Linked DNA regions of Zea mays: region 2 is linked to region 1. A link is a contact called in public Hi-C data. All regions are on one chromosome and are shown on one strand. Each heading gives the region's core, a stretch centred on a gene start, on an enhancer-like site or on the middle of the called end of the contact. The rest is flanking DNA. Distances are from core to core; before and after follow the strand shown. Region 1 has its middle 26 kb from the start of LOC103640987. Region 2 has its middle 210 kb from the start of LOC100857076.

Evidence for each region. Hi-C and Micro-C count contacts between places; a contact is called where the count stands out from the background.
Region 2: a Hi-C map of ear shows a contact between it and region 1, with 3 times the contacts expected there. The contact joins two enhancer-like sites. A contact is called at or near these places in 2 of 25 Hi-C or Micro-C datasets (ear and tassel).

Annotation. Positions count from the first base shown.
Region 1 is chr10:28,948,860-28,953,352 of Zm-B73-REFERENCE-NAM-5.0, reverse strand. It overlaps the pseudogene LOC103642358. Among protein-coding and RNA genes, the nearest start is that of LOC103640987, 26 kb to the right of the region's middle. Within about 2 kb of position 2,877, at least 18 of the 20 cell types and tissues checked have an H3K27ac peak or open chromatin away from gene starts, as enhancers often do. A contact at or near this core is called in ear and tassel, where this site is marked.
Region 2 is chr10:29,266,196-29,270,615 of Zm-B73-REFERENCE-NAM-5.0, reverse strand. No RefSeq gene overlaps it. Among protein-coding and RNA genes, the nearest start is that of LOC100857076, 210 kb to the right of the region's middle. Within about 2 kb of position 1,650, at least 17 of the 20 cell types and tissues checked have an H3K27ac peak or open chromatin away from gene starts, as enhancers often do. A contact at or near this core is called in ear and tassel, where this site is marked.

The sequences.
Region 1 (4,493 bases), core at 1,628-4,127:
GATCTCTCCAATAAGGTCCTCCTCAACGCCGTCAGAGGTATGCAACGACCGGACGGCCGACCAGGGTTTCTTCTTCCCAATCCCATATTCCCATCGCGATAGCTCTTTGCCAATGCGGTGGTGAATTTTGCTCCAGCCTTCTCGCCGCCGCTGATGCTCCACCTGGGAGGGTCGCTGAGATACAGGGGCGACGAATCATTTCCACTCTATAATCTATATATTCAACACCAGTCCAAGTCTAGACAAACAAACAGGATGACAAACAAATAGGATGACAGGAGAGGAAACACCATGGAATCTCTATCAGGAGAGGGAGGGCACCTGAAATCGGATCCACCACCGTTCGCCACAATGGCGTCCTTCACCTGAGCGGCATCCCATTGAGGCTTGCAGGCAGTTGCCGCCTCGTCGCTCCTGAACCAGGTTTCCACAACTCCGGCAGTCTCCTCGCTGACAGCTTGCCTCAGCTTATGCATATACTCATACACCTTGTCCGCATCCCCGGCTCTGGAGCTGACATCCAGGAGCGCGGCAAGCTCGGGCTCCGGTGGAAGTTCCACGACAGCGAGAGGCTGGACCTCCACGGCTGACTCTTCTGCCCGGACGCGGTTGCCGCCGTCTTCGTCCTCCGGTTCGAAACCTCCGACGCGGCCGAAGCGGACGACGCGGACAAGAACGAGGCCGGGCCGCACGTGTTGAGGCAGCCCTCGTTCAGTTTCAGGAACCACAACGATAGGAGGGGTAGATGCGCGGGCCGTTCAGGCCGGGCTCCGACACGTCACCGTCGGTGTCGGTGTCGGTGGCGTCGACGTCCGCGGCGTCGTCGGCTGCCAGCGTGGCCACGGTGTCGGAGTGGGCGGCCATGGCGGCGGCCGCGTCCCCACGACGGGTGCAGTTGGTTAGGGTTCGCGAGAGGTCGGCGTTGGGGCCCTTTGAACATGGCGGGTGGGCGGGCGGGGACAGCGACGGGCAGCGGATTGCGGAGGGGGTGGGGATTGCGGCGTTCGCGGCGGGGATTGCAGCACGCGGGCGGGCAGATCACGGCTGGCGCGCCGCACGCGGGCGAGTGTAGGGAGGCGGGGGCAGTCTACATTAGTGTCTTAATAGTTAGTAGAGATTGAGTGTGAACATAAATATTGTAGCACTGAGTGCAAACATAAGTATGAAAATTAGTTGCATATTGCATTAATCGTTTAATCATGTAGAATAATGTTGTAATACGATCTGAAGGCCAATATATTTGTTCTGATAACATTTATTGGGTTTACATTTGACAACCAAACAATTAAATTATTTATCACGATGAACGACAATCATGCATTAGGGTTATCCGAAGTCTGTCCTGGTTTTACAGCTGGTTTCAAGATTAAAGTTAATCCCTCCACACCTAAACCCAACAAACTAATAATCAATTAGTCCTTTCGAGGGTTTAGACAGCCACTATGTTCCAGAAGCCTACGACGGATCTAGATCGAGTTCTTCACAAGAGAGAGCGTTTGCTCTCAGATTGATGAAGTTGATCAACTTCTGTATTAAGTGCATGATCATAGATGTCATCTACAAGCACATGGACAAACTTATTTCAACCATCAATAGATGTCTATATTAAGTACATGATCATATATGTCTATATCAAGTGTGAGTTGGTGGTCATGTTTAGGCTAAACATAAGTTAAGATCATATTAACGCTAAGATTTGTTTCGACCATCAATATCTTACCATACTTACGGTATACGAACATGATCCTATTAATGTCCAAACAAACTTGGCTAATAGTACTAGTTACCTATTAATTAGTTCCACCCTCAACTACCTACTATTTTAGCTAGTTCAGTATCTAGCTAAAATTAGCTAATAGTTAGCCAATTAATTCTACTAATAATTTTTTAGTCAGCTAAATATTAGATCTAGTACATTCAAATAGGCCCTAATTCACCAAATTAAAGGAAAATCAGTACTCAGGTAAGATTAGGGTTTAGGATCACATCAAATTAGCCCGACTTCTGTATCAGCAATACACGACGGTTCATTTACAGTTAAAAGTGAATCATCGTGTAGTGGAGATGATCTAGGAGAATTTTGAGCTTGTTAGGTTAGTAGTGAATTGAAAGGGATTAAAACGAATTAAATCACTTGCTGGTTAAAATTAAATAAATAAATTTGAGGGAACCACGTTTGGCATTAGTCTTACAGTGTTGCCGTGTTGGCTGTGGATACGTGCGATATCAGCCCAGCCTCACACCTCAGGAGGGCCATAAGTTGAGCCGATCAGCTACTGCTGCGACTCGTCATAAGATTAAGGGCCTGTTTGGTTTCTTATATAAGGTGCCACAATTTGCCTAATCTTAGTCGCTCAAATTAAAGAACTAAGCTTAGGCATAAAAGTTAGGCATGTTGTAGCAGCTAAGGCAACAAACCAAACAGCCCTTAAGGCTCTGTTTGGCACAGCTTATTTTTAGCGTTTTCATAAATTTAAGACGAAGTTGTACCAACTAGACAGCTTCTCCAGCAGCTTATCAGTTTACCTGCTTCTCAGAATAAACTAAGGTCCTGTTTGGCACAGCTTATTTTCAGCTTCTTCACAAATTTAAGCAAAAGTTCTGTCAAACAGCTAACTTATGCAGCAGCTTATCAGTTCAACTGCTTCTCAGAATACACTAAAAGCAGCCAACAAGCAGAAGCTGCTTTTCACCAGCTTATCAGATAAGCTGCTTTTTCAAAAAGCAGCAGTTGTGCCAAACATGGCCTAAAAGCAGCCAACAAACAGAAGCTGCTTTTCACCCGCCTTTTTCAACCAACAGCAGCGGTAAGAAACACCGCGCGTGCCAGGGTCTCACGTCTGGCCGGCCTCGCACACCAGCCATCTGCCCAGCGTACGCGAGAGCTGCCACCATTCTCTGCTTGCGCCACGCCCGCACGGCCGTGCTGCGGCCTGGCCACTGTACTGGTCGTCGCGCGTCCAGCGCTCCGCGGCCTCCGTACGGATCAGGGCTGCCGCCACCGTCGCGAGTAAGGGACGCCGAGAAGGGCGCCACTGTAAGCCTCCTCGTCGGAACCGCGAGCCGAAGCCCGCACGCGCATGCCGGCGAAGAGGACCACCATGGCGCCGGTGGTCTGTAAAGCTGTGCGAGACAGAAGAGGGAAGGAGAAAATGATAAGAGTTAAAGGGATTAGGGTTTTTGCCGATTTGTAAATGAGCTTTCGTTTCGATTGGCCGAATCCTGACAATCCGACTCTGATTAACGGTCTAGATCGATTGAGCGTTAAGGTTTACTTAAGTTGGCCCTTGTTGGGCCATAAATGGAGCCGCACGGGCCCATTAGACTACATCTGTCATGGGCTTTCCTGGGCCATATTTATTTTAAAGGCCAGACGAAGTTACCAATTTCCAAGAATTTAAGATACTTAGTCCGAGTAAAGGCCCCCTACCCCCGTTGGGAAAAACAACAGTGCCCAGCCACCATCTTTAGAGCATCACGACCTCCATCTCCCCTTCAGCTTCTGGTTGATGGTTAGAAAGCCATCTCTTCAAGGTCTTCGTGATCCTCTCTGGACCAATCGATCTTTTGGTTTGAGGAGGATCCCCCATTTCTGTATAAAGGAGACAGTTTCATACAAAACCACTTTTGTATTACTATAAAAAAAATTCAAAAGCGATCATGTTTCAGTTACTTCATGTAGCCCACATCAAGCCTGCAATCATAAACATGCGGAAGGTATAAGAGAAAACAGGTTTGGCCTCCTTTTAGCCAGCAAATAATTCTTCTACCGAGTTAGGAGTGTGGACCCAATCAAAAATCTGCTTCATGCAGCCCCAAGTAAATTTTGGGAGAATACAATTAGGACCCGTTTGGCAAAGCTCCAGCTCCTGCTTCTTTAGCTCCAGATTATGATCCTCGTGAGGAGCTGATCCTCCTAGAGAATCAGAAATCATTTTTAAAACTGTTTGGCAAGTAAACTGATTCTTGTCTGCTGAAAGTTGGTGGTCTGTGGCGATTGCCTGTTTCACCCTTTGCAGTTCAACTTTGTTACAAACCAATAAGTAGGATGCATATACGGAAAAAAATTATGAAACAATAACATATAAAATATTTCCATCATAGTAGTACATAAAATGGTCTCAAATGTTTAATCCATAAATTGGCTCGTTGTGTTTTTGTCCAATGGCGATTGCGGGTAATTTCGATCAAACTTTTAGGGGAGGTCCATATTTGGTTGGTTGAGGAGCTGTTTTAAGGGAGGGTGGAGCAGGTTTTTTTAGATCCCACCTTTCTTTACAAAAACGACTCCCAATCTTTCGGCTCCACACGAGAATCAGTTTAAAAAATACCCGTTTGACACGGCTCCTCCAGATCCTCGCTTAGAATCAGGAGCTGGAGCTGTGCCAAACGGGCCCTTAAAGAAGATATGGTCAATTGATTCATGCCCCTTACACAAAGAGCACAAGGCACTTCCTTTCCACCCTTTTTTAAGACTACTGCAGCTTGAATCT
Region 2 (4,420 bases), core at 401-2,900, 320 kb before region 1:
CTTAACATTTGTTCGTAATTGTAACATAAATCACTAGGGAGTAGCTAGCCTTTTCCTCCTCGGCTTGGGCTAAGCCAAAGTTGTCGTTCTTCGGTGGTAGCTTCGGTAATCGCCGTCGTTGCTTCCAGACAAGATATTCGTCTCGAGGACCTTCGGTAGAGAGAGAGAGAGTCCTCAAAATCACTTTTCCGATGATGTCTTTGTCTTGAGGACCATCGGCAGAGATAAGACCCTCAACAGATGGTGCCTCATTTAATCACTCCACATAAAATAATCTTCACCATCAATGTATGGTGGTTTACCTGAGGAAACAGAAAGTAAAGGAGCACGTTTAGAAATACGAGGATACGAAGGGGGATCTTTGTAATACCCAAAAACTTAACTTGTGACTTAAGGAAATCCGTTGGAGAAAAAAAAACAATCAAAATAAGTACCCTTGATGAATAATTGAACTTTAGAATTCACCCTTTCTAGAGTAAATAAACATAATAGAATAATATTTGCTAAATCATATACTAATAAAAATTGGGCATTGGAAAATGTTTTCTATCAAAACAAATGGATATGAACTTGTGAATATACTTGTAATATAACTACACATTCAAAATAATGTTTTACTAACAAATAATATGTGTGTTTTGCATAGTTACAACAAGTGTGTAAGAAAATGAGTAAAGTAATTAATATAAATATACCTCTTGCATCATTGGGGTTTTTGAATGAGTATTTTACTTAAATTTGAAAATTCAAAACCAGAATCAAATTTAAATTCGAAATTGAGATAGAAAATAGAGAATAGAAAGGGGAAAAGAAAAAGAAAAAGAAAAAGAAAAGGAAGCCACTTGGGCCGCTTCTCCAACTTTCAGCCCACCAACCGTTGGCTAGCGTGCGCGCCTGCGGGCCCAAACACGGCCACTTCCCAGCCGTGGCGCGCCCGACACTGCCTTGTGGGGCCCAGACGTCGGTCACTTTGCGCGCGGTGCCGTCTGGCTGTCACGCGGACCCCGGTGGTCAACAGTTTCTTCCTTAGGTGTACCGGCGCGCGAGAATGCCGCTGCGCGAGTCTCGGTTGGGGTTTGTTTGGCACCTCTCCTTCCAATCCATCATTGCTGGCGCAATAGGATCACGACGACCGCACGGTGAATGTGGATTTGACCCAGCCGAACGCCCCACGTGGGCTCTACCCTAGCATTATAAAACCGGGGGTTGCCATGACCGCCACACAAGAAGCTCAAACGCGTCGGCGTACGAAGCTTGGGAATTATACCTGGAGCTTCGCCATCGACCAAGGAATACGGGCGTGGCATCATCGGCCAAGAACTCGGCCTGTACGGGCCGGAATTCGTCGTTGGTGCTCTCCTCCATCGCAGATCCGCCTTCCGTCGTGAGCCGGGTAGAACGCCGTCATGGGGTGGGTATCTTCTCTGGTTGCCGTCTTCGCTGTACGTAGGGCCGTTCAACTAGAGGTTAGGGCGAGGTAGGGCCGTAGGGTCGACCCCGGGGGGGCTCCTGTCATGTCCGCCGTTGTGAGGGGTTTGGGCGGCGTGCAGTTCGCATTCTGGCTGGGGGAGGAAGATAAGCTCCTAGCCGTTGATCGTCTGGCGTAGGGCTGAGATTAGAAGGGCCTCATACCGATTCGCTCATTATATCGCGGCCATAGATTGGGTGTTGATCGGTCCTGATGAACTCCTGCCGGTGGGCGTCGATCTCACATGGAGCGGCTCTGATTAGCACACGAACATATCTATTCGCAGTCGTTGGTTGTTGAAATGAACCTGCAGTCCGGAATATTGATAAGACCATTGCGCTGTGGCCCTGAATTTTGTAGAATAGACCCTGGGAAACTCCAGATTAGTGCCCGCAGCCCATATAGTGAATAAATGAGATGAATTAATACAGAAAATAATTTTTAGTATAGAAATAATTCCAGATATTTGTTTAATTCATAAGTAATTCATTTTGACTCTTTTTGACCCATTCCAATTGCATTAATCTCTAGTAATATTCTTCATCATCTAGTAACCATGTATTACCATAAAACCTGTGGTTAAAATCTTGTACCTCATTTGTTTTATAATATACACTTAAATCTTCGGAAAATCATAACTTAATCACAGTAACTCCGAATTTAGTGGTTCTCGAGAATCTCGTTACGATGCGAATATTAATATGCAGTTTGTGCTTATGTTTGGTGTGATGTTAATTTTTCCTATACCATGTTGGTTTGAATTGCTACGAATAGCAGCGAGGCCACGAGAATCGAAAGATCATCCTAGTACCTGAGATCTCAAGTCTAATGCAAGTTGTGCCCTTGATCACTCCTTTTACCTAATAATGTTCGTTGTTAATCATTGTGACATGCTCAGGTTAATTCGACGGGACCTAATAGGTTTCCATAGTATTGTTTATCCCCACCTTGCAAATAGATGAATTATTGGGTAGATTTGCTATTGCTCTACCTGGTCTTGGGAAACTAATGTTTTATTATGATCATGTTCCAATTATGTTGCTGTTTAATTATTGTTCATGATAAGATCATATTGTTAACTGGAACATGGAGAACCACCCGGGACAACAGTGCTACCATAAGGGTGGAATGGTACGCCCTTGGCCAAGTAATTAGGAAAGCTAGGGAGAGATTACCTTACTCGGTTAGGGGCAAGCGGGGAGGCGCCGTTGTAGAGTATAGGGAGGTCCTCGGGTCGAACTATCTGTAAGCTTTTCGGACGACAGATTCCTATGCTTCCTTCTTCCTAAATCCGTAGCGGGTTTTCTCGAACTAGTGGAACTTTGGAAAGGCCTCATAGTGCTACCCTGCCTCGCTTCCTTGGTAGAGGTGTATGGGGTCTATACAACCCCGTGACAAATGGGTAACACGACTTGTGGGTAAAGATGTGCAACCTCTGCAGAGTGTAAAACTGGTATATCAGCCGTGTTCACGGTCATGAGCGGCTCGAACAATCACATGATTAACTTATGAAGTTAAACTCAATTTGTCATTTGCATTGCATTGTGGTTGTTGTTATTAATCTTGATCTCTTATTTAATTGGGTTGGTATCTATTTATACCTAGTAACTGATAATAAAATTTTGACCAACTTTCCCAACTTTAAAAGCAATGCTCAGCTTTAACCATCTTCTTTGGTAAGCCTTACACTTCACATGAGCTCGCACCTTTGGTGAGTTCATGCACATTATTCCCCACAACTTGTTGAGCGATGAACGTATGTGAGTTCACCCTTGTTGTACTCACATCCCCCCAGGTCAAGAACAGGTACACCAGGATAAGGCACATGATGGATGTTGTGATGAGTTCGTGAGTGGTCTAGGCTGTCGTCTCCTAGTAAACTTTGGTTGTTGGATCGTTGTCTTCATATGATGTAATTATTTAACTATTTTTTACAGAAATCTGTTATATATTAATGATGTGACATTCGTTTCTGTACCATGAGTCATCATATGTGTGAGACTTGATCCTAGCACACTTGATGATTATTTCACGCCCGGGTTTTGGACCCTTAAAATCAGGGTGTGACAATCTTACTATACTTCTTAAGCTCTTGGTGCTTTGAAGATGTCGACTCGACGTCGGAATTTGAGGGCGTGGATGAGTCGGTCTCATAGTAGACCACCTTCTTCATCTTCTTTTTCTTCTTGTCACCCTTCTTGTGTGATTTGATGGAGCTGGCAGATTCTTCCTTGTCCTCCTTGTGTTTGTCACTGGCCTCCTTTGACATAGTCTTGCCTTCATTCTTCTTCCCCAAAGATCTGGGATTTTCCCTGATGATCAACTCCTTTTTGGCGTGTTCTCCCGACATCACTTCGAGTTGTTAGACTCTAATGAAGTACCAAGCTTTGATACCAATTGAAAGTCGCCTAGAGGGGTGAATAGGCGAAAACTATAAATTATAAACTTTGAACACGAACTTCACCCGGGGTTAGGATTAGAAACAAGTAATAATGAATATGGAGTGCGGGAGAGAGTTCTTCTTGCTATGAGTTGCTCAATCAATGCGGATAACTTTGGGAGCAACTCAAAAGATTGAGAGCAAGAGAACTTAGAGAGAGGGGAGAGGAAGAATCAAATCATAGGATAATGATCAACACAAATGAACACAACGATTTGTTTCCCGAGGTTCAGTTCTGAAGAACTTCCTCCCCATTGAGGAGGCCACAGAGGCTGGGTCCTTTTCAACCCTTCCCTCTCTCAAACGATCACTTAGACCGGTTGAGTGCTTCTTCTTAATCTCAAGGATCACTAAGACCCCACAAGGATCACCACACACTTAGGTGTCTCTTGCTAGCTTTACAAGTCACTAGAGTGTTTAGAAGGAGATGAAGAAAGCACGATTAAAAAGCCAAGCAACAAGAGCAACAAACGAAACACGAATCACACTCTCTCAAGTCACTAGTTAGTAAT